7 separate regions of the Mus musculus genome follow, and regions 2, 3, 4, 5, 6 and 7 are each linked to region 1. A link is a contact called in public HiCAR-type and promoter capture Hi-C data. All regions are on one chromosome and are shown on one strand. Each heading gives the region's core, a stretch centred on a gene start, on an enhancer-like site or on the middle of the called end of the contact. The rest is flanking DNA. Distances are from core to core; before and after follow the strand shown.

The links. Promoter capture Hi-C pulls out the DNA fragments that hold promoters and counts their contacts. HiCAR-type assays count read pairs that join an accessible place to other places. Capture Hi-C pulls out chosen DNA fragments and counts their contacts.
Region 2: a promoter capture Hi-C map of adipose tissue shows a contact between it and region 1. The contact joins the promoter of Il12rb1 here to the promoter of Cers1 in region 1.
Region 3: a promoter capture Hi-C map of liver shows a contact between it and region 1, with 2.0 times the contacts expected there. The contact joins the promoter of Pde4c here to the promoter of Cers1 in region 1.
Region 4: a promoter capture Hi-C map of hippocampal neurons shows a contact between it and region 1, with 2.7 times the contacts expected there. The contact joins the promoter of Iqcn here to the promoter of Cers1 in region 1. A contact is called at or near these places in 1 of 39 promoter capture datasets (hippocampal neurons), 1 of 484 Hi-C or Micro-C datasets (B cells) and 1 of 9 other capture datasets (adipose tissue).
Region 5: a contact with region 1 is called in a promoter capture Hi-C map of adipose tissue. The contact joins the promoter of Pgpep1 here to the promoter of Cers1 in region 1. A contact is called at or near these places in 2 of 39 promoter capture datasets (cranial neural crest and maxillary cranial neural crest), 3 of 115 datasets of contacts at active chromatin or transcription factors (the SCID.adh cell line, embryonic stem cells and pro-B cells) and 1 of 9 other capture datasets (adipose tissue).
Region 6: a contact with region 1 is called in a HiCAR-type map of astrocytes, with 2.4 times the contacts expected there. The contact joins the promoter of Gatad2a here to the promoter of Cers1 in region 1. A contact is called at or near these places in 1 of 39 promoter capture datasets (pre-B cells), 3 of 115 datasets of contacts at active chromatin or transcription factors (astrocytes, effector CD8 T cells and embryonic stem cells) and 1 of 9 other capture datasets (adipose tissue).
Region 7: a contact with region 1 is called in a promoter capture Hi-C map of second pharyngeal arch cranial neural crest. The contact joins the promoter of Ssbp4 here to the promoter of Cers1 in region 1. A contact is called at or near these places in 15 of 39 promoter capture datasets (the 3T3-L1 cell line, the HPC-7 cell line, HPC-7-derived erythroid cells and 10 more), 1 of 484 Hi-C or Micro-C datasets (B cells), 11 of 115 datasets of contacts at active chromatin or transcription factors (the SCID.adh cell line, T-cell acute lymphoblastic leukemia, craniofacial prominence and 8 more) and 2 of 9 other capture datasets (adipose tissue and liver).

What each region holds. Positions count from the first base shown.
Region 1 is chr8:70,314,053-70,317,418 of GRCm38.p6, reverse strand. Cers1 (ceramide synthase 1) reads right to left here and starts at 1,644. Exons shown (of 8, transcript NM_138647.3): 1 at 1,311-1,644. The coding sequence starts at 1,559. Gdf1 (growth differentiation factor 1) reads right to left here and starts at 1,644. Exons shown (of 8, transcript NM_001163282.2): 1 at 1,311-1,644.
Region 2 is chr8:70,806,663-70,810,028 of GRCm38.p6, reverse strand. Il12rb1 (interleukin 12 receptor, beta 1) reads right to left here and starts at 1,580. Exons shown (of 16, transcript NM_008353.2): 1 at 1,411-1,580; 2 at 139-198. The coding sequence starts at 1,477.
Region 3 is chr8:70,722,373-70,725,738 of GRCm38.p6, reverse strand. It overlaps Pde4c (phosphodiesterase 4C, cAMP specific), which reads right to left and starts at 1,675. Exons shown (of 17, transcript NM_001310465.1): 1 at 1,522-1,675; 2 at 1,172-1,224. The coding sequence starts at 1,213. Gm34255 (a long non-coding RNA gene) reads left to right here and starts at 1,211. Exons shown (of 3, transcript XR_379077.3): 1 at 1,211-1,347; 2 at 2,105-2,468. It overlaps Gm3336 (predicted gene 3336), which reads right to left. Exons shown (of 4, transcript NM_001195253.1): 4 at 3,104-3,366.
Region 4 is chr8:70,700,477-70,703,842 of GRCm38.p6, reverse strand. Iqcn (IQ motif containing N) reads right to left here and starts at 1,818. Exons shown (of 4, transcript NM_001370847.1): 1 at 272-1,818. It overlaps Jund (jun D proto-oncogene), which reads right to left. Exons shown (of 1, transcript NM_010592.5): 1 at 3,227-3,366.
Region 5 is chr8:70,657,898-70,661,263 of GRCm38.p6, reverse strand. Pgpep1 (pyroglutamyl-peptidase I) reads left to right here and starts at 1,526. Exons shown (of 5, transcript NM_023217.4): 1 at 1,526-1,654. The coding sequence starts at 1,621.
Region 6 is chr8:69,972,632-69,975,997 of GRCm38.p6, reverse strand. Gatad2a (GATA zinc finger domain containing 2A) reads left to right here and starts at 1,615. Exons shown (of 13, transcript NM_001113346.1): 1 at 1,615-1,908.
Region 7 is chr8:70,606,768-70,610,133 of GRCm38.p6, reverse strand. Ssbp4 (single stranded DNA binding protein 4) reads left to right here and starts at 1,820. Exons shown (of 18, transcript NM_001372473.1): 1 at 1,820-2,009. The coding sequence starts at 1,954.

The DNA.
Region 1 (3,366 bases), core at 395-2,894:
CAAACCCAGCCCCCTTCCTCTCAAGGCTGAGGGGGCCAGAGGAGCACTGAGCACTCAGCGGTTGTCATGGAGACAGCCAGAGCCCAGCTCCTGTAACCCTTAGCAACCAGGCTGCTGCCAAGTTGAGCTTGGAGAGTGGGACGCCCCTCCACCCAGTTCTTAGGAAGGGTGAGGGTGGAACTGAGGTGGCATCAGGCCTCGTCAAGGCCTCCAGCTTCCTAGATGGACACCGAGAGAGTGTCAGGGCCAAGGCAGATGGGGACCATGACTGCACGGTGCCTTGGCCCTTCTCACTCTAGCCTGGACCTCCCCACAGCAGCTGGGGGCTGAAGTTGCTCCCTCCAGTGGGTGATACCAGGCAGGGTGGGCCCTGGAGCTGGACAACACCCTGTCTTGACCTAACAAGGAACAGCCTCTTCCCGCCAGCAGAGAAAGGCCCCTTTGTTGGCACAATGCTCTCTGTCCCCGCACCCCCCTGCCACTTTCAGTTACAGGGGGGTGGGATGTCCCCAGCTAGTCCCCTGGGGGAGTATCCACCATGGTACTGGCCTAAATGCCACAGAGACCCCCTAACCCCAGGAGGGGGATGAAGAACAGGCTCAGGTACTAATGTCATCAGTGCAATCACTACAGGGTCATCCTTCAGACCTGGTTGGTGGCCTTCTTAGTTGCCAGAAAGAGAACATTTTGACCATCACCCCATGGGGGCGGCAGAATCCAGCCTTGACATAGACAGGGTCATTTCCAAGGTTGAGCCCCTCTGCTTGCTTGGCCCATGACATGCAGGCCTGTGCAATCACTGGCTCAGGGGTGATGTGGACCCCAGACAGGGGCGGAGCCTCGACTGCACAGACTGGGTGTAGGCTCAGCAGCTCCCCGTGACGCAGGGCACAGGTGACCTCTGTATATCTCGAGGCCTCCCGTCCAGGATCCCCAAGTCGATCCCCAGGAAGGGCCCCAGGTCGGTCCTCCGGTCTGCAACAGCCTAGAGGCTGTACCGAGCTGATCGCCCTAGATTCTATCGAAATGACCCAGGACAGGGTGTGGATCTGGTTTCCCTGGACCCAGAACACCCCACACTATATTGGACACCAAATCCATCACAGCGTCACCTCAATTCAGCCCCCCCCCCGGCATCCAACCCGCGCAAAGGGTCTCGCGATAGCCTGAGGCCCCAACATCCTGGGCATCTCCAAACCCGAGCCCCCCACTTTCCAGCGGCCACCATGGACATAGGAATACGTGAGGTGAGGCCCCACTCATTCTCCTTTTGCAGTTCTCAGTCCCCCACCCTCCTAGGTCTCACTGACCCGAAAGATGTGTGTGGTGGCTGCCCAGCGCAACGCTGTCCACCCCAGAGCGCAGAGCACGGCCAGCAGCAGCTCGGGTGCAGCCAGGTGCGCGTGCTCCGCCAGGCCGCGGCGCGCCAGTCCCCAGCCGCAGTCCCCGCAGCCCTGAGCCGCCGCCAGCGCCGAGGCCCAGCTTCGTTGCAACATCTGCGCATAACTCGGCATGGGCTCTGGCGCCTCGAGCCTGGGGGTCGCCGCGGCAGCAGCCATGCTATCCAATTCTCCGCTGTCTCCGCTGTTGCCTGCACCGGTCCGAGTCGCCGCGCGCCCTCGCGTCACGCGCCGCAGCCAGGCAGGGGGCGCGCGGGCCCCCCCAGAGCAAGAATGGGGCGTGGTCTCTCGGGCCCCGCCCCCGTTATGCAGAGCACCACCCCTCCTGCCCTCCTCTTGGTGCTGCTTTGAGACTAAGTGGTCCTCTACTCAAGTCTGCGACTGCCTTCTGCGGTCAAGATGGCTCAGCGGGTGAAGGTGAGGACAGACTGACACAAATTATCCTCTGACCTCCACTTGGGCGCCCATTCACACAAATAAAAGCAATGAGACAATTAAAAAAAAAAAAAAAAAGGATTCAGCCCATGCTTGGGTTGTTGGTACTCGCCCTTTGCCCACTGGTCTGAATGCAGGGCGCCTGGTTCTGTGGGTACAGCCAGCTTTGGAGCCTGTGAGTGTCCTAGCCTAGACCCATAGAAATTCACTGGTAGACTGTGAGGGTGGAGCTGACAAATGGTAGTGGGCTGAGGACTGTCCAAAGATCAGCCTCCCATTGTCCCATCACCACTGAGCCAAAGCCATAAAGATTAGCCTGATCCTTACTAACTCCTCCAGCCATATAGCCTCTTGTGCTGATCTTCCAACTGAGTACTTGCTGTGTAGCTGAGGATGATTTCGAACTCCTGATTCTCTTTTCTGCCTTCTGAGTGCTTGGAAGGCAGCTTTGCGCTGCCATACGTGGTTTATTTATTGCTGGCAGTGGAACGCAGGCTCTGTGCATACTAGGTCTCCAGCCTCCTGTATGTGCACGCATGAACTATGTGCACTCATGCACGCCAAGGGTACAAGTACGGAGGCCAGAGATAGATGCCCAGAGTCTTCCTCCATCAGTATTTAAAACCTTGGATGGCTCAGTGGTTAAGAGCACTGTTTGCTCTTCCAAAGGTCCTGAGTTTAAATCTTGGCTCACAACCATCTGTAATGGGATCAAATGCCCTCTTCTGGTGTGCATGACGTCAGAGGACTCATATACATATACTTATTAGAAAACTGCATTTTAATAAGACTTTTGATATATCTGTGTCTGTGTGCACATATGCCACATGAGTATAAGTGCCCATGGGACTGGAAGGTAGACCCCATGGAGATGGAGCAACAGGCTGCTGTTGGCTGGGTGGACATTGCTGCTGGGGTCAGAACATCAGTCCTCTGCAAGAGTGGTTTTTAGGCCAGGCCTAGTGGCACAGGCCTTTAATCCTAGCACTTGGGAGGCAGAGGCAGGCGGATTTCTGAGTTCAAGATCAGCCTAGTCTACAGAGTGAGTTCCATCTAGGACAGCCAGGGCTGCAGAGAAACCCTGTCTTGAAAAACAAAACAAAGAGTGGTTTTTAACCACTGGCCTAGCTCTCTAGCCCTCTCACCTACACCATTTAAAAAAGATGTAGCCATTTGGTGCATTTTCTCTGCTTGGTGCCCAGAGGCAAGGAGGGCATCAGACCCCCTGGAACTAGAGTTACACACTGAGAGCTGAACCTGAGGCCTTGCTTGGCGAGAGCAGCCAACACTCGGAACTGCGAGCTGTCACACCTCTCCAGACCCTGTGTTTAGTTTTTATTTTGTTTTTTGAGACAGGGTTTCTCTGTATAGCCCTGGCTGTCCTGGAACTCACTTTGTAGACCAGGCTGCGCTCGAAATCAGAAATCACCTGCCTCTGCCTCCCAAGTGCTGGGATTAAAGGTGTGTGCCACCACTGCCCGGCCTGTATTTAGTTTTTGAGGCAGGATCTCTCACTAACCTAGGGCTCACT
Region 2 (3,366 bases), core at 331-2,830, 490 kb before region 1:
AAGGCGACCTATGTTCATGAGTGCCTGAAAGGGACCAGCAGGGTCCAGTCGTGCAGGGGCTGGGAAGGAGGGACACACATGGGGTAACATGAGGCAGAGTGTGGTGTGGCTCTCAGCCTGGGAGGACCTGTGTCGGACCTGAGGCTCCCTCTGGGAACGATGTCTTCTCAACGCAGCAGCCATCACCTGGGCCTGAGGCTGAAAGACAAGCGTGAGTCCTGTGAGCCTGGGAGAGCACAGGAGCGAACATCAGCTTGCCCACCCCCGAGTCCGTCTGTGTCTGTTTGCTATCAGCACAGCAGCCTGCAGACCCACACATCCCTCGCCCACACCCCTACCAACCCACCCAATTCACCCACCCCACACCCCAAAAATCCACCCACCCACTCAAACGCTCATTCTCACCCAACCTGTCTACCCACCCATTGTCCATCAGTCCGTCCTCTCTCAGCCGTCATCCCTCCCCCAGGTGGCCCATGGGTCCCTCTGTGACTGCCAAGGGCACACACAGGAAGGGGGGTGGGGCAGCACATTTGCCCTAGAAAAGCAAGCTGCTGAGGAGGGTAACAGCCCCACAAGTGCACGATCCTGGTAGTCAGGGGCAATAACAGTCCCCGGGGGATGGTGATGTCCTGTGGGGATTCCACTGAGGTGTTCCAGCACCAGGGTCTCCCTAGAAGCCTATGTAGACACAGAGTGTAGACACACCAGGCAAGGACGCCAGCCTAACTGGAAGCATGTCAAGATTGTCCGGTGAAATTGGCCTTTTGGATTCTAAGGTGAGGGTCTTCTTCCCTCCCCTGGTGACCCCAGCCCTGCAGCCTGAAGTCATGCTTCCCTCTCTGCCGCCTCAGGTTCTAGGATGGTAGCCCTCTGTAGGAGGGGCCCTTGCCTCTTGCTATGAGTAGCACATGGTATCCTCCAAAGGCCTGCAGCTCTTTTGCTGGGGCAATCCTGACTGCTATCCCTGGAGCCAACAAGCTACAGATGCCTGGCCTACAGAGGAATAGAGAGGCATAGAGAGGCATAGAATTTGCCCAGAGTCACACAGCAGCCATGACTGAGGTGGATCCACGGGGCCCCGGCCCTTCTCAGCCTGGTCCAGGCGTTGTCCTGATAGGCACGGCCTGTGCATATCCCATGTATGAGAGTCTATGGCAAGCTGTGTGCAGAACATGCAATCTTCCATGTGTCTGCCATCCCTTGAGCTTTTCTTGTTTAAGAAGATGGGAGATTGGAATGGGTCAGACTCCTCTGAGAGGGGAAACTCAAACCCGGACTTAAGTTAGATCCAAGGCCACAAGGACAAAGAGGAAGACGGCCTCAGAAACCACCAGGCCATGGAGCCTGTAGGCTGCCAGGGACCCCTCCCTACCCAGGAGAGTGGTGCAAGGATTGGTGGGGACTCACCGCCTAGCTGGCAAAGCAGGAGGAAGGTGATGTGTTTGCTGGTCCCTGCCAGCCCCATCATGTCCATGAGGAGCCGAGTCGTGAGGCCCCAGGAACTTCTGCAGGGCTGAAGGGGCCCAGCCGCCTTGTCCACGCTCAGAAACACACTGACACTGAGAGAGAAAGAAAGTGAAGAGGGGGAGAAGAAAAGAAAGAAAAACTCATTGTCTCCAGGCCAGTCAAAGTGAAAGCAAAAGCCAGGAAGTCAGCCCAAAGGTGGGGGCCCCTCTGCACTACAAACCCACCTTGGGGTGAGTAAGCCTAGAAATCTCTTGGAGGGTTTTTTTTGGGGGGTGGGTGGGGGGTGGGGACAGGGTTTCCTGTAGCTCAGGATGAACTTAAATTTACTCTGTGGCTGAGGCTGGCCTTGAACTCCTGCCCTCACATCCCTAGTGCTGAGATGACAGGTGTGTATCACACCTCTCCTGATCCAACGGGGACTGGGGATGGAGCCCAGAGCTTCCTGCATGCTGTGCAGATAGATGCTCTAGAAACTGAGCCCCCACCTGCAGGTTGCATTTTAAAGTCCATTTTCTAGTACAGGGAGGTTGAGATAAGGGATGGCCATGATTTTTGTGGGCAGCCTGTACTATATAGACAAAAGGAAGAAAGAAGGGAAGAAAGAAAGAGAGAGAAAGAAAAAATTAAGTGGTATGACCGTTCTTTAAACATGTCATCAGGGGAGGAGAGAAAAAAAAAGATGTTATCAAAGCACGGTGGTGATGGTCCACACCTTTAATCTCAGCACTCAGGAGGCAGAGGCAGACAGATCTCTTGAGTTTGAAGCCAACCTGGTCTACAGAGTGAATTCCAGGACAGCCAGGGCTACACAGAGAAACCCTGTCTCAAATTAAAAGTTCCAGGGCTCACACAGATGATAATCTTTTGTGGGTTGGGCATAAGGGGAAACTGAGGCCTATACAGATGAGTTCATGGTGCTCTTTTGGGGGGAGGGCAGCTTGGAGCAGGGGCTATGTTCTCAGGACAGCTGGCTCAGCCTGGCCCAGGGTCAAGTGTCCTGAAGGCTATGAGGTCAGCAGCTCTGGGACAATGAGGCTGTGTCTCTGCCCTGGCACACTCCACCCGTGTGACCCACACAGACTGGCTCCCTGGTGCTCACAGGGAGGGACCAGGGGCTGGGGGAGGGATGGAGTCAGGGAGATGGAATAGACACACAGGGAAAGCCAGGTGCAGTAACACAAACCTGCCATCCAAGCACTTACCTGGAAGGCTGAGGCAGGGGTACTGCTGTGAGTTCTAGGCCATTCAGAACATTCTAGGTCGTGGAAGAGTATAGCATGAGTTTGACCTGCACCCTGCCCCCACCATTGTCTTAAAATGGCCTGCTCTCAGAAAGACTGCTATGGCTGACTCCACATCACAGATAAAGAAACTGAGTCCAGGGGCCCCAGTTGGAGGCAAAGAGATGGAGTGATTCAGCATCACGGGGGCCAAACTTGGTTCTTTGGGAGCTGTCCACATTCTGCCACCATTGCCTTCACACAAATACATGTATCTGTCTCTGTTTCCCCCAACAAGCTGCATGTGAAGGAGGCCGGGCTGGGTGAATGGCAGCCAGGCAGCTATAGTCGGTGCTTGGTGGCAGCAAGACCATGGCCTCAAGCTTCTTCAAGTGCCAGGCTGGGGGGCCTGCCTAGCTAGGAAGGACCTAGGGAGCCATGGAGGGTGTGTGAGGTGGGGAGGAGATCCCAAGCACACTGGGGTGCTGAGTTTCCCCTTATTGAGGTCACATTGTGGGGCACTCACACGTGTCTTCCTCCCCCACCCACAGGCTCCTTTGAAAGCTCAGTATAGATAGCTAAGTGCCCAGAGTGCCCCACTTTCAGGAACATTACACACATGGGGGCGGGGAGCAGGAAGGAATAGGTCACAAGGGCCCCGGAAACCATAGCAGAA
Region 3 (3,366 bases), core at 426-2,925, 410 kb before region 1:
CACCGCCCAGCAAATAAATCTTTTTAAAAAATGTTTAAAAAAAAAAAAGAAAGCCAGGCATGGTGGCACACGCCTTTAATCCCAGCACTCAGGAGGCAGAGGCAGGCAGATTTCTAGTTTGAGGCCAGCCTGGTCTACAAAGTGAGTTCCAGGACAGCCAGGGCTACACAGAGAAACCCTGTCTCGAAAAAAACAAAAAAAAACAAACAAAAAAAAAAGGTAATTAACTAACTTCAAAGGCTGCCTGCCCAGCGGTTGCCCAGCCTGTAAGCCTAGCTGGGGCTGCCAGTTCCACAGAAAGCCTTGTGCTCCCTGCCTCCTCCTGGCTCAGACACTGGTCCAAGCACTCACAGCTGCCCACCCTCCTTGCCTAGCACAGAGCCCTGGGCTCCATCCCCAGCAGCACACAGAACAGGCAACAGCCCTCCCTTCACTTTGGGTTCCAGAGCTTAGGAGGTGGAGCTGGAGGCATAGGGATTAGAACGTCATATTTGGTTGCAGTCAAAGTTCGAGGCTAGCCTGGGCTACGTAAGACCCTGTCACATTGAAAGGAAAAAAAATCGAAAAAAAATCTCTCTGTCTCTGTCTCTCTGTCTCTCTGTCTCTCTCTCTCTCTCTCTCACACACACACACAGAGGCAGAGAGAGACAGAGAGACACAGAGGAACCATAAATCTAAAACAAATGAAGGTAGAGGGGTCTGGAGAGATGGCTCAGTGATTCCAGCAATGGCAGCTGGAGACCAGGGTTCTGTAACTCCAGTTTCAGGGCATGGATTGGCCTTTCCTAGCCTGAGTGGGCCCTGACCTCTGCGGTACACAGACAAACCATTCAGGCGGAAACCCCCATACAGAAAATAATAAAAAATATTTTTAGGGCTGAAGAGATGGCTCAGTGGTTAAGAGCAGTGGCTGCTCTTCCAGAGGTCCTGAGTTCAATTCTCAGCAACCACATGGTGGCCTACAACCATCTGTACTGGGATTCAATATCCTTTCCTGGTGTGTCTGAAGATAGCGACAGTGTACTCATAAGTAAATAAACAAACAAACAAATCTTTAAAATGACTTTTATCTTGCATTCAGGCCCTGGGCTCAGGGAGCCTCATTGTCCCTTTTCAGAGCAGGGACCTCAGTCCCCAGCTCCTGCACTGAGCCCAGTCCCGGCCTACTCACCTCAGTCCACAGGAAGGACAGGGCCGTGCCACTCCGCCTCATGGTGCAGGCTTCTGTGATGACAGGGATCAGTGAGACCAGGTCCCAGCCAGTTGCTGGGCCACCCCACGCCCCCAGAGCCCAGAGCCACATCAGCAAGGCAGCGAAGTCACAGCTGCCTGGCGAGGCTGCTGCAGGTACTCCCGCCCAAGCTCCCTACCCTGGCCAGCCCTAGGGACTAGAATCCTGGGTCCAGGTCACCTAGGAGAACCGTTCAGCGCCCGGAGGGACTCTTGCGCTTTGTGGGGTTTCTGAGAGCCGAGTTTCATGAGAGGTAGGCCTTCTCACACTGACACAGGTGTGGTACTCACTTCCAGCTGCTCCTGTGGGGACCTGCGCTGTGAGTGTGCTCTGTGACCTCCCAGGAGCAGAGGACAGACGGTCCTATCCCACTCCCAGCTGGGTTCTTTAACTGAGCACCAGACTAGACCCGAGCCAGGAGGCACCCTCGGGACTGGAGGAGGGGGTAAGGGCAGAGTGACCACAAGGGCAGGGAGGTGTGTGTGTGTGCCCAAGTGTGTGACCAAAACAGGGCTGAGGGGGAGGGGAGGAGAGGGGTGAGTGGCCAGGCAAAGGTTTACTTGTTAATGTGTTTACACCTGACAGAGGACAGAAATAGCCTGAGACTGAGGCATTACGTTAGTATTTTGGGGTACCAATCAAGGCACCCCAAGGCTTTAGGAAAGCTGTTCTGCTATGCTGTGCTGGTCCAGGCAGCTGATGACACTCTCTGGTCAAACCTTACCCACAAGTTAGAGCTGCAGTCAGAAGTGGGAAAGCCAGGGAGCTGGGACTGGAAGATGGAATGTGGCCTGGGCCTAGGAGATCTTGAGGCCACTCCAGTCTGTGGCTGTGAAGCAAGTTAATGTTTCACCCTACACCCCTCCCCCACAGACAGGCCAGGAGACCTCTCACCACCTACTCCAGTGGTCATCAGAGCGTGACCTGCTGTGGGTGGAGGTCACTTCAATCTGCTGTCAAACATCATAGCAACGAGGGAGACACCCTCACCTGTACTGAAGAGTGGGTCCTGTCTCACCCTAAAGTCGGCTGTCTGAAGGGTTACCAGACTGGAGCCTGAGCCACTGAGGGAGTGGTGGAGAGCAGGGTGTGCAGAGAGGAGCTGAGGCAGCCAGCTCCTTCCTCCCCGTGACCTCTGCACAGCCCACTTGGTACCTCCTGCCCCAAGGTTTTGAAGATTGCTGGAAAACTCAGATCCTTCCAGCAGTCAGAAGACCCCTCTTCACTTCACGGCCAGGTAGGCCTCGATGTCTTCATCAGGAAATAGGCCCATGCCTCTCCTACTGTAGGGCCTTTTCGTGCCCTGAGTACTTGCCCTGGGTACTTGCTCTGGGTGGGCTTTTTTTTGTTTTTTGGTTTTTCGAGACAGGGTTTCTCTGTATAGCCCTGGCTGTCCTGGAACTCACTTGTTTTTTTGTTTTTTTGTTTTTTGTTTGTTTGTTTGTTTGTTTTTTGAGACAGGGTTTCTCTGTATAGCCCTGGCTGTCCTGGAACTTACTTTGTAGACCAGGCTGGCCTCAAACTCAGAAATCCACCTGCCTCTGCCTCCCAAGTGCGCTACCACGCCCGGCCCTGGGTGGGCTTCTTAAGTCATGTGGATTTGTAGCTTTCCCCAGGCTGCCTCCCGTTAGGTTAGGTCTTCCAGTTCCTTGGATAGTGGCCTCTGTCCTGCCAGGACACTGGGTCACACAGGTCCTGGCTGGGGGGGGGGGGGGTGAGGACAGCAGCCCTGTCCTCTGACCCTGAAATGACATGCTCTGATTGTCATCCCCCCTGAAAGCAGACTCGGGGTTAACAGTGTGACTCCGGATTAAGGCAAAGAGGTACTCAACCCGAGAGTCAGGAAGCAGCTCTGAATCGTGAGACTTTACTCAGTTTATGCTTATTTAGTTTTATTTTTTAATGTGTTTTGCCTGCGTGTATGTCTGTGTGTCACCTGTGAGCCTGACGACTGCAGAGGGCAAAAGAGGCCACGGGACCCCTGGGACTGGGGTTGCTTACATGTGGGTGCTGGAAACAGAACCCTGGTCCCCTGAAAAGCAGACAGTGCTCTTAACCACTGAACCATCTCTCCAGTCTCCCACAAAAAAAATTTTTTTTCTAAAGATAGAGTCCCATGTAGCCCAGGCTGACCT
Region 4 (3,366 bases), core at 569-3,068, 390 kb before region 1:
GTGATACAGGGCCTGATAAGAGTTCAGAGGGGGAGAAACAGGGTTATGGTGTGGGGATCGGAGAGGAAATGGAGGGGCACCAGGGCAGTGGTCTAGGGATGCCTGTGAGCACATCTCTGAGACCCCTCTGCTCCATCTTAGTCACACAGAGCAAGCCCACCCTACCTTGGTGCTGGAGAAGGAAAACAGGCTCACAGGGTTGGTGCCCAAGGGACAGTACCATCATGGCTTGAGGGACCCAAATACAATCTCTAAGGGCCTAGCTACCTACCGCAGTCCAGAGAATGCAGACATTCTTGGCAAGAGCTGGGTGACAGAGTGTGGTACCCCCACCAGCCCACTCACCTATCCCCAGAGCTGAAGCCACCAGCCCTGACAGCCAGCCTTGGGAACCGGGGCACCCAAATGTCTTTATGACTCCAGGTGAGTTCCGACCAATCCCCAGCAGCATTTAGGGGAAAGGGTTCTAGAGCTTGGAACTGGGGCCCCTGACAGGACAAGAGGATCTGAGCTGTCCTGATGGTCCAACAGGGAAGGAAAATTAGGGCTCTGAGCATAGAGCTAGCCTTCCCCCCTCTTGCCTTGTGTTTGGAGGGAGTTCTGTCACCACCTGACATAGCTGCTGAGCCTCCAAGATGTCCTGGAGACATCTCCTGGAGGGCATGAAAAGACACGTGCAAAGCTTCATATGGCCTGCAACAGTCAAGCACCGAGAGTTTATGGATTTTGGTGAGTTCCAGGCCAGCCTGGGCTGCATATGGAGACCCTGTGTAGAAAAAAATAAAAGGTCATGCAGTGTGAGCCACAGCCCTAGGAGGGGGCAGATGGAGTGAAGCCAATGTTCTGGGCCACCTCCCCAGGCTGGGCTCATACCCAGTGTGAGTCATAGATGCTCCAGCCAAGGCTGACACACACCTTGGCCTATGCACAGCAGGCTCAAGCCAGAACCACTTCGCCTGGCCAAGGGGCTACTAGAACAAGGCCTCTATGCAAAGAGCAGACATACAACCCTGTGGCTTTTCCCTGCCTCTCTCCTCTGTCCTTTAGCTGTTGTGAGCACTTCTAGTGAGCCTTTTGTTTCTTTGGGCACCTAGATATGGTGGTCTTAGCCCATGTGCTAGATGAGACTCAGGGAAAGAAATGTACTTGAATTGCAGAGCCAGCCTTTCAATGCTGGGGAACAGAACTCTGAGCCCAGGCCCCCTGGGCACATGATGTGCTCTGTCAAGAGTCCTTGGTGTTTTGAGATAGGCTCCTTATATACCCCAGGCTGGACTGAAACTCATGGCCCTTCTGCCTCTACATTGCAAGTGCTTAAGTCACAGGCTTGCAGGGCCCAGCCTGGCTCTGATCAGCTGACTGGAAACACTCCCAACATCAACAAAACCTCATTGGGCCGCTGTGGTGGCACATGCCTTTAGTCCCAGAGGTGGGAAAAACTGAGTTCGAGGCCAGTCTGGGCTATACAGTAAGACATCATCTCAAACAACACAAATCTTTATAAAGATCCAGATTCCATCTAACACTACAAAAGCAGAACACTGCAGACACTGGTGTACATGGTATCCCAACATTTCAAGGGCCAAAGGAGAGGTCAGAGTTCAAATTTCTACTATGCTGTTCACAGCCTGTAGAACAGGTTTCTGGGCCACTGCTGTGTAATAGGGGTACAATAATCTTGGCCCAGCTGGGCAGTGGTGGCACACACCTTTGATCCCAGCACTTGGGAGGCAGAGGCAGGAGGATTTCTGAGTTTGAGGTCAGCTTGGTCTATAAAGTGAGTTCCAGGATAGCCAAGGCTACAGGAGAAAAACCCTGTCTCAAAAAAAAAAAAAAACCCACAAAACAACAATAATAATAATCATCTTGGCCCTGAGAGGGACAGGGAAGAGGGGAACCAAGATCAGGACACCCCCTTTTCAGAGCACATAAGATAGAGGCCCACAAAGGAAGAGTATAGCTTTCATAGCTGCTGCAAAACTCCACCATGGTACCCAAGCTGGAACTCTTATGTGCCCGAAGCTCAGGAGAGTGCCTGCCCAGGAAACTCAGCCCTGGGCTCCATCCTCACACTGTATGAACTAGATTGTCATCCCAGCATCCAGGGAACCTATGTTCAAGCCTTTTCATTACTAGCTTTAGTCTTACTAGACAGGGTGTGTAGCCTGGGCTGGTCTAGGATTGAGGAGTCTCCCGCCTCGGCCTCCCAAATGTTAGGATGATGCCAGAACCAAGCTGGACCCACAAGAGTTCCATTCAGGGCGGGCAGGCAGGCACTCAGCAGCTGTCTAGGGACACCTGCCACCCACTGGGACTTACCATGTGACCTATCACCCACAGTGACACCCTGAGAGCCTCAAGACCCAGGGTCTCAACAGCAGTGGCCAGGGCTGACAGGAAACTGTATATATAACATGGGGGAGGGGAGGGGAGACGAGACCTAGGGTCAGATGTTCCCACTGGGCTGAGCTGGACGACCTTGATTAATCTGCTCTAAGCCCAGGGCACTGAAAACGGAGATGAAACAGGCAGGTGTGATGGCACATACCTTTAACCCCAGCACTCAGGAAGCAGAGGCAGGGGGAGCTCTGGCTGGTCTGCATAGAAAGTTCCAGAACAGTCAAGACTACATGAAGTATCCTTGTCTCAAAAATAAAGATGCTATGTGACTCAAGACAATTGCTTTACTTCGCTGAATATTGTTTCCTCAAAATAGAGCAGGTGCTGCGAGAAGGGGGCGTGTCAGGGAGATATTTAAATGCACCTACATGATTCTAGGCTCCCACATAGACTTGCAGAGAAGGCTCTGGGTCTGAGGTACCCTTTGAAACCAACAAAGGCGAATAAAATCTAGTGAGCACAGGCTGCAAGCCCAGCTCTTTTCTGTATGGATGAATCCCGGAGGCCCCAAGCTTGTAAGCACTTCCTTCTGCCCCTTCCCATGTAGTCACTCTTCTTCCTAAAGGATATACCAGCTAAATTGATAGGCTAGTCCAGGATTGCGTCCTGGTGCCACCTGGACCTGGGCCGACAGCGTGCACCTAGGTGGCGCTCGCTGCGCAGCAGATGTGCAGGCACGGCCCGCGCCCACGCCGCGTTCCCCCCCCCCAGGGGGGGGGGGAAGAAGGGGAGGAAAGAGGTTAGAGGAGGAGGGAGGGGGATGGGAGAGGGCTAGCCCCGCCCACCCTCAGCCCAGGCGGGGGAAGAAGGAGGCGGACAGCCAAGCTGGCGTAACGAAGACTTTACTGAAAACACAAAACCGGCGAACCAAGGATTACGGAACAGGAATGTGGACTCGTAGCAAAACAAAACCAAACAAAAAGAGAGGGGATGGTGTCGGGAGGAGAGAGAGCGGGGGGGGGGGGA
Region 5 (3,366 bases), core at 277-2,776, 340 kb before region 1:
GGATTACAGGGTAGGCAGGGGATGTCCCAGGTACCCAAATGGTGGTTGGGCACCAGGTCAAACACCAGCCTTCAGCAAAAGGCTGCCTTGACAGGCTAACCCTAAAGCAGCTGAAGTGACACACACCATAGTAACAAATAAGATTTTTTAAAGCCGAGCGTGGTAGCGTATGCCTTTAATCCCAGCACTCAGGAGGCAGAGGCAGGCAGATCTCTGAGTTCGAGGCCAGCCTGGTCTACAAAGTGAGTTCCAGGACAGCCAGGGCTATACAGAGAAACCCTGTCTCGAAAACACCAAAAAAAAAAAAAAAAAAAAAAAAAGATTTTTAAAAATATGAAACATTAGAAAAATGGGACCTCCTTAAGATGAGCCTAAACGATGTCCAGGTAGGGGATGGAAAAACAGCGTCCTTAAAAGGAGATGACAGTCGGAGAAGGACTGCAGGAGGAGGAAGTCTGGGCAGTGAACAGCTAGATGTGCAGGTGAGCAAAGGCTCTGGGGTAATAAGGTGCAACCTGGAGCCAAGGAAAGGAAGTATTCCAGTTAGCCATGTTGGCAGAGAGTCAAAGCTCTTCCTCCTGCGCCCCTCCCTCAGCTTTCTGCTGAAGTGACACTTCTGTCTTCCTCAGAGCCATGCCTCGGTGTCCTTGTTTGTAAACTGTGATGAGTGAACACAATCAAATTGTTCCCCCGCCCTATGTCTTACAGGAAGAGAAACTGAGACTGAGAAGGTTGGAGCGGAGCACACTCCCATTGCCCACTTACGTGTTGGAGGCACGTTTAAAATTCAAGTAGGGGGAGGGTCCTGGCAGCGAATAGGCGTGGCCAGGCAGGGGGACCAGGGGAGATGGCCTGGGCTGGTCGATACTTGGGGCGGGGCATGGCTCCAGGTACCTTGTGAGCCCTGCGGCCACAGGGAACCTGGCGGTGGTAGACTGGGGGCGGAGCCTAGATGGAGACCCGGTATGCATGCCCAGCTCAGTGTTTTCAGTGGCATAAAGGGAAGGGGGGTCGGGGTCGTTGCCCTAGGTGGGTTCAGGGCGGAGTAGATTTTAGAAGGAAGAAGTTTCAGAGAGCATGGCCTGAGCCAGGGATGTCATGGGTCGCGGGTGTGAACGTGGACTGCGGCCTGGCCGAGGGGCATTGGAAGGATCTGCACTTGCGTGGGAGTAGGCGGAGGTACATGACCTGGGCCCAGTTGTTTTAAGGATGGGTTTGGGAGTGTCTTGGGAGCTTGGGACCTGGCTGGAGCGTGACCCCGACCTGAGAGTTTGGAAAGCTCCAGGCGTGTGATTCTTGGGGGCGTGGTGGGTCCCTTACAGGACCTGGAGGAGGGTCTTTGGAAGACTGGGGGCGGGGTTGGCTAGGGGTGTGGTTTCTAGGAGGCGTGGCCTAGGAATGGCCTGGCCCGGGCGTTGGGGTCCAGGGTGTAGTGGTGCGCTTGGGGCTCGGCGGAACCCGGGGGGCCGCGCAGGGGAGCGTACAGCTGGTCGGGGGCGTGTCCGGGGCGTGTCCGCGCAGGCCCAGCGTTAGGGGGCGGGGCCGAGCGGCCGGGCGGGGCTCGGGGGTCCGTGTCCGCTCCAGTCCCTACAGCCAGGATCCTAGAGAGTGCATTCCACCATGGAGCAGCCGCGGAAGGCGGTAGTGGTAACCGGTAGGTGCATCTGGACCGGGGCGGCGGGGCAAGTGTTCGCGGTTGCCAGAGGTTTGCAGTTGTCGCCGCCCGCGATAGCACCGTTCGGTCCTGGTAACCTGGAAAGTCCGGGGTCACGCGGCCGGGAGTTCGGAGTGCGCGGGGACTAGGGTGCAGACAGGTCACCTCGCGTACTGCAGTCCCTCCCTGCCTCTTCAGAGCTCTGGCATGTCCCCACCCGCTGACCCCGGGGACAAAGGCGGGTTTACGGCCAGGAAAAGTCCCAGTGACATACGATCCGCTCAGCTTCTGCTCCTGGCACCTTGTATTGTTGGAGGGGCCTGCAACCCGGTTTGGGGCAGGTGTTGGGCCTGGAGTCAACCTGACCCCGGAATGACCCAGGGACTCTAGAGACCAGCTCCTACTGTCACCAGCACCCCCGGAAGCCAACTGTTCTTATTTCCAGGCCTTGGAGGAGGGCACTCGGGTTAGCCTCTGCCCTGAGAGGCCACAGGGAGTGAGCCAGGAAAAACTCCCACTCCTACAGGTGTTTTATAACTGAGAAAGGTTGGGACTTTCTCCCTGCTGTTCCCTGCAGTACAAGTGTGAACGACAGTGTCCCTGATCCATTGGAGCATTCTGGGGGTGGGGGTGTTTATTTGGTTGGTTGGTTTATTAAGATAGAGTCTCATTCTGTTGCACTATCCTGCTGACCTGGAACTTAACTCTGTGACCAAGGCTGGCTACAAACCCAGGGTGATGATTTAGCTTCAAACTTCCAAATGATAGGGTGAGCAGCATGTGCCACCATGATGAGATGCCCCAAGATGTGTCCTCTACCTGCTGTCCTGAGGTATGGTGGCTCTCTCTTAACCTCTTAACACTGGCAGCAGGCTCTTACCACCTGAGTTACACTAACCCAGGTTCTTAGATGTGTGTGTGTGTGTGTGTGTGTGTGTGTGTGTGTGTGTGTAGAGGTTAACCTTGGGTGTCATTACTCAGGCTCCATCCACCTCTGTTTTGAGAAAGTGTCTCAATTTAGGACGCATTCAGAGGTAGCATTTTTCAACCTGTGAGTCACGACCCCTTTGTGGGCCAATTGACCCTTTCACAAGGGTCACCTCAGATTGTGGGGAAACACAGATTTTTATATTATGATTCATAACAATAGCAAAATTACAGTTATGAAGTAGCAAAAGAGAGAAAGAAAGAGAGGATGGCAGCATTAGGAAGGCTGAGAACCCCTGCTCTAGAGCTTGCCAGTTAGGCTAGACTAACTGGCCATAGCGCCCCAGACTGCCTGTCTCTGCTTCCTCAGCCCTGGGAATACAAGTTTGTGCCTCCTCACCTCCGGTATATGGTGCTGGAGAGCTGAACTCGGGCCCTGTGTGGCAACTGACTGAGGTATCTTTCCAGCTGTATTTATTTATTTTGAAGCAGGGTCTCATGTAGCCTGGACTGGCCTGAAACAGTCTTGGAGTCTGGGTCTGCACCATGGCACCCAGAGGCCAGTGGGCTGGTTTTTGTTTTTCTCAATTTAACTTTTCTTGGCAACCCAGTGGCTAGAGAAGGAGGCCGAGTTACCCATATGGGATAAATCCCAGCCTCTTCCCACTCCTGCTGTGTGACCTGGTAGAGTCAGCCCCCTCTCTGCGTCACTTCTTGCTCATGACAGTTAGGCCCTGGAAACCCTGACTTCAGAGGGAATGGAGCCAAATGCCACAAGGCCTTGG
Region 6 (3,366 bases), core at 366-2,865, 340 kb after region 1:
AGAAGCCATCAGATTACATTACAGTTGTGCAGTAACACATTTCAGTTATGTGTGTTACAAAAAAGGTACTTCAGCAGTTTTCAGGAGTCCTGGTGTCTGTCTCATCACTATTTCAAAGCTGGAATAGGAACATGGCAGGAGTCTGTTTCAGTGATTCTGATATTAACAACTGCTTTGTGACACTAGACTTTCTTTTTTCTTTTTCATTTTTTCCTCTCAAGACAGAGTTTCTCTGTAGTCTTAGCCATAGTACAGACTGGCCACGAACTCATCCACCTACCTTGAGGCTTCATTTTCTTTATTTCATTTCCTTTTCTTTCTTTTTCTTTTTTTAAAGATTTATTTATTATATGTGAGTACACTGTAGCTGTCTTTAGACATACCAGAAGAGGGCATCTCATTACAGATAGTTGTGAGCCACCATGTGATTGCTGGGATTTGAACTCAGGACCTCCAGAAGAGCAGTTGGTGCTCTTAACCACTGAGCCATCTCTCCAACCCTTATATATATATATATTAAAAGAAACTGATGTGTCATGAGTGTTTTGCCTGCATGTGCATCTGTGTACCACATGTGTACTTGTTGCCTGAGGAGGAGAGCCTCCATGTGGGTGCTGGGAATAGAACCCAGGTCTTCCACAACAAGAAGTGCCCTTAACCACTGAGCTAACTCTTTAGCCCTGGGCTTTGTCTTCATAAGATTTCTTTATGACGTGTTTCTGTATGATGAGGACAGAAGGCATAAATACCCTAGAACCGGAGTTATGGTAGGTTGTAAGCCACCATGTGGGTGCTTGGGTCTTCTGCAAGAGCAGCCAGTACCTTTAATTGCTGAGCCATGACTCCAGATGTGTTTTTTAAATTAACATATTTTATTTATGAGCGTGTGTTTGTGTCTGAGGACAACTTGTGCGGATGGAACTCAGGTCATTATGTTTGGTGGCAAGCCTCTTTAAACCACTGAGCCATGTCGCTGTCCTGGAATAGGTTTTCTATGAACTTTGTACTTTTCCCTGTTGAAATTGTAAATTGGCTTCAGATGCTTCATAATCTCCCCAAACTTGCTTCCTTTCTGGCTATTATTGTCTCCTTGGTGTTACCAGAGAGGGTTGGGCGCAGGTTTGTTTTCTTGGGGATTCCTTCTTCTCCAGAGGCACAGGCTAGATGTGGATTACTGGAAGGAGACAGCCGTCCACCTCGTTCTCTGCAGGTGGATTGGCTTGGTGGGTAGGTTGAACTGTCTGCGGTCCGGGGGAGAGGGGTGACCGCTCAGCCGATCGCACCTTCTCACTGGAGGTCAACACCGAAGTTCCTGAGAGGAAGCTTTGCGAGGCCCCGGGCGCGTCTCAGAGTTACAAGAGGTGGCCGTGCAGGGCTCGGGCGAGGTCAGCGTGAGTCAGCCCTGGGCGCGGCCGAGCTCTGTGCACTAAGCTGGCCATGGCTGAGGGGCGCTTAGCAGCCCAAGTGGGAAACCCAGTCGCTTAGCGCAGCGTCGCCAGTCTTTGGGGCTGGGAGGGCGGTGCTTCCGGGTAGGCCCGCCCAGCCTCGCCTCCAGGGAACCACGCCCACATAAGACCACGCCCACAGGGAGCCCCTCCCTTCCCGACCCCGCCCATCCGGGTGCGGGCGGGTGGCGTCGCCTTTAAGAGCTCCCCGGTGTTTTGGGGGCCGCGGGCCGGGCGCGCTGACCTGGTGCGCATGTCCCGGGCGGTGACGCCGGCGCCGGGCTCCATGTGTGCGGCCGAGGGGCGCATTATCTGGCCGGCGGCGCGGGCGGGCGGAGCGGCGGAGCGAGCGCCGCGGGCCCGGGCGGCCCCTCAGGCGCAGCGAGCACGCGCGGCCGGCGCCCCCCGCCCCCAGCCCTGTGGACACGCGCGCTGCCCCTGGGCCCGGTCGGCGCGCGGCCGGGTAAGTTCCTAGCAAACTTGGCAAGGCGGGGCGGGGGCGCGGGAAAGTGGGAGCGCGGTCGTATTCGGTTTGCTGCGCTGCGGTTCGCTTCGCCTGCGCCGCTGGAAAGTTCCCCACCGCCCTCGCACGTGGGGCTGGGGTCCCTGGTCCCCGGAGCCGGGAAGTGGCCGAGTCGCCTCACTCCCTCCTGAGCTTTTCAGGCTGGGAGGCCGCCCCAAGGGGGGCGGCGGGCACACAGCACGTGGACGAGTGGCGTGGGGTGAGAGTCCACGGGAGGGTCGGGGGTCCGAGCCCGGCGGCGGCGTTAAATTCGGCGGCGACGGCGGCGGCGGAGGCGGCGGAGGATCCCGTGTCAGAATAAGAGTCCCTGCGCGCCCACGCCTGCAGGGCCGGTCCCCCCCCCCCCCCACCGTCCTGCTTGGGCTCGCGCCCTTCCTGCTTGACCCTGGGGAGCCATGGGACCCTTCCCCCTCTCTTGGTTCCTGTTTTCCTCATGGCCCTCCACTTTAAATTTGCCTCCGGGTGTACGATGTGGCTCCAATAATTTCTTTTTTCTTCCACCTGGAACGGGTTGGCATCAGTGACTAGACAGCAGCAGCTGGCCTTTTAAAGGGATTAATGCCAAGAATCGGAATTGATCACTTCAACAAGGAAAGGCTTCTGGGCAGGCCTCAGCCGCAGCCGGACTGCGCTCTCCGGAACCCTGAAATGAATGGGGACCCCTCATTAAGACCTGTATGGCAGAATGTTTTGTTTTTCCTTCCCGCCCCTGCAGTTTTAGCAGAGGCTGCAAGTTCTACCTACCTGACTCACTTCAGGTAGTTCACTCTTATCTTGTGGCTTTGGATTCTTTAGGACAAAGTCCTGGTGAGTCTCCTGAGCCTTACATTTTCTTGACAGCATTAACTTCTTTTTATCTTCTTGGAGTATGCAGCACTCCCACGTCCCTGTTAATGTGTGTGTCCATTCACAAAGCGATAGATACCTGTTGTGGATGTAATCTGTATACTGAGCCTGAGTCTCCCTCTTGTTCTTCTCATCCTACCATTCGGTGGTTACGGTGGTTACAACTTTTCTTTAAAGCAACATTACACCACAGCACTGTGAATACCCTCCAGTCCTTAGCTTATACCTGGCTCTCAGTGTGCATGGGCCAAGTTTCCTTTGCAGGTATAGCAGGTACCAAAAATGATCCTTCTGATGTATAATACCTAATTTCCAGATGAGAAGTTGTAGCTTCTACAAGTCCTGTTGTTCCCTCACTGCTTAGTGAAGGGGCAGAGATGTGATTGCTGTACGTTTTCTGCATTAGAACTGGGGAACGTAGCTGCTTTCCCCTTGTATGTGAGAATTCCCCCTGCTCTAGTACATGAAGCAAGCTCCTTGTACCTGTGCAGCTTAGAACACCATGCCAGCCTTTCTGTGTCCTGAGAGAAGAGAATCCAGCTGGCCTTTGAG
Region 7 (3,366 bases), core at 571-3,070, 290 kb before region 1:
CTCCTCCGGGACTCCCACCGTCCTCGCTGCCGCCGGCCCTCCCTCCCTTTGTCCGGCTCTGTCTCCTGCTTTCCCCAGCTGACTCTTTTCTCCAGGAGTCGTAGCAAAGTGTCCCCGCTGGGTCCCCAGGGCCCGGTAGACAGCAGGCGCTCAATAAATAGTTCCGGGGGTTGGGGTGGGTGAAGACACTGAATCAAAAATTTGTGGCTGAGAGAGGGGAAACCTTGCGTCCTGGGCATCTCCAGACCTTGGGGACACAATTGAGGGTGGAAGGAAACTCGGAGCTGCGTGCTGTGCCTCCCGGCTGCACTCGCAACCTCTCTGTGTCTCGCTGAGAACAGGGCCTGCAAAGAGCTGTAGTGCGCGGTGGCCCAGGCGCACCGACGGCCTTCCTGGCACCCAGCAGTCGCCAGCCCCGCGGCGGGGAGAGGAAGCTGGGGGAGGGGGTGGCGGGCCAAGCAGGAAATGGGAAAGGCCGGCGTCGGCCCAGCTGAGCCCTGGGGGAGGAGGCGGGGCGCGCCCCGGCAGCCTTTCCTGAGCGCCTGGAACCACGGCGGCTCGGCTTCCCGCCCGCCCACTAGGGTGGGGGCGGGGAGGCCCGGGCTAGGGGATCTGCCTGCACCAGGGACACCACGCGAGACTTAGCGCCGTGGTGACCTGCATGCTGTCACACTCACACAGGAAACCTGAGCTCATGACTGCGCCACCGGGTGCTGACGACCCACCTGTGCGCAATCTCCAGCAAGTCCCCACTAAACCCGTCGTGTCCAACCGGGGACACTTGCAGCGATAGCAAGCCTTAGCCTGGATGCTTCCCGACGCCCATGCGCCACGACCCCTCGTGCTCTCACGGGGCCGCGTGTTATACACGTGCGTCTGCGCTGGAGTGGGGGAAAGAAGCATGCTCTCATTCCCAGCGTGCACCCAGAGGTGGAGGCAGGAGGACCACCTGTTCAAGGAGCCTTAGTGAAGTAGAGAGCTGGAGGTCAGCCTGGGCTACAGGAGACACCGTTTTTACTCCGACTTTGAGACAGGGTCTCACTATGTATTGGCTGCTGTCCTGGAACTCGCCATATAGACCAGGCTGGCCTCGAATTCACAGAGATCCTCCTGCCTCTGTCTACCGCGTTAAGAAACACTTTCAGAAAAACAAACAAAACGTGCTTGGTCTGGGGTTCAGTCCTTACAACGCTGGCATGCATAAAAAAAAAAACAAAAAAAAAAAAACCGGGCTCTGTGCACAGCACACAGACCAGGCTAAGTGGCACACGCCTGTCGTGCAAACGCTAGGGAGGCTGAGGCAGGAGGATTAGAATTTCAGGGTTATCTGTTTTATGTGTTTGAGACAAGCCTGGCCTATATGAAACTCTCTCAAAAGGGCCCCTCACAGCCCGCAGCGCTGTATTGGCTCGCAGAGAGTGTCCTGGGAGTAGAATGTCATGGGCGCATATCCTGTGAGCCCAAGAGCCTAGTGCAGTTCCTGAGTCGAAACGGAGATATCCACAGCACCCCACCCCCACCCCCAGATCTGTACAACTGGGAGTCTTGCTCCGCAGCCGAGGTATGCTTGGAGCTCGCGGCCATCCCCCTGCCTCAGCTTCCCAATTGCACAAATAGCAACTGCTGGAGCGCGTCCCGGGCTTGAATATCTTTGGGGGGAGGTATTGAAGTCTGTACTTATTGGTGCGCAGCCTATTGGTGGGCAGTGCCGCCCCCGCGGGCTCTGCGCGTGCGCGCTCCCAGCGCGCGCGCGGGGGGGGGGCCCACCCGCGCTCCCGCCGTTGCCACTTTAAGAGCGGCGGGAGCGCGCGGTGGCGGTGGCGCGCTTCCCGGAACAGCCCGGGGAGGGCAGCGCGGCGAGAACCCACCCGCGGCCGGAGCTCCCGCGCGGACATGGCCGCGGGGATCGGGGCGCGGGCAGCGATGGCCACGCGCGCCTGACAGGTGCGGAGCATGTACGGCAAGGCGAGCAAGGGCTGCGCGCCCTCGGACGGGCAGGCGCGCGAGAAGTGAGTGCGCGGTGCGGGGCCACGCGGGACCGGGGACCATGGGGTCACGCGAGACCAGAATGGTGCGGGATTTCAGGGGGGACACAGGAGATCCCGAGGAGATCGGGGAGTGACTGGAGATCAAAATGGTGCGGGATTTCAGGGGTACACACGAGATCAAGGGGCTCATGGGGTCACGCGAGACCAGAAGGGTGTGTGATTGTGGGTGTGCGAGACCTGAGGGTCCTTTGGGGTCACAGAATACACAAAGGACAGAATATATTGAGGTACTCGAGTTCCAGGGTCTTGGTGGGGGGGTCACATGAGATAGAGGGCATGGGCATGAGCTTGAGAGCTCCAAGGGGGCTTGGGGTCTCAGAATACCTGAGGGGACAGGAAATCAATGGGTCAAACAAGAGCCAAGGGGTTGCTGGGGTCACGTGGCGGTTCATCGGGTGCAGGATCAGGGGCTCACTAGGGAGTCGGTGGTGTATGGGAGATCAGGAGTTAGGACTTGAGCGGTCACAGGATGCCCAGGGCAGGCACAGCATCTGAGGGTTGTAAGGCCTCGGGAGTTCTGGGGTCACACAAACCTGACAGGTGTGAGCTTTCGGGGTTGGCTGTGAGACCATGGCACTGGAGGACAGCTTCAGGTCTTAGGGCCGCAGAGTCCCAAGTATCCAAGCTGGAGATTTGAAACAGGACACGTGGGTTCATTGTGGCTGCAAATTTGAAGAGGTTGGGTCGGACCCTAATGCCCTGCGGGGTGTTGGGGTTTTGGAGGTTTGCGTGGAAGTTGGACTCCACTGTCGCTTGTAGGCAAAGGTGCGGATTCAAAGCCTAGAGAGGTGCAGAGCCTGACCATGGCGGTCCCGGGACACCTCCCGGAGTCCCAGGTGAGCCAGAATGGGTCTGGCTCTAGACGCCCCACATTGAAGATACAGGGTGCGCTGCCCAGGTGGACAGGCTGTGCTCTAGCTTCCAGTGAGGACACGCCTGGGCTGGCCTTCCTTTCCGAGGTGCCTGTGTGGAGAAGTAGGTGAAGCGGGAACGTTTGAAGTGTGCTGGGAGCCCAGCACTCACCTTTGAGGTGTGAGTGTGGAGGCCTGGATTGTAGCAGGGCCTGAGGGGGCAGCTTGCCTAGAGGCTGAGTTGCCCAGTGCAGCCCTGGGTAGGGGACAGATCACCTGGCACAGAGAAGTCTGGGTCACTGGGCTGCCATGCAAGGCTGGCTCCCTGAGAGCCTGCAGTTAGGACTCATTTATGGTCAGTAAACTCAGTGACCCTTCCTGGCATGGGGCTGCTGGCCATGTGGGAAGCAGGGACTGACTGATTCCCTGATACCTGGCAAGTCCCCATTCTAGGGAATGGTTCACAG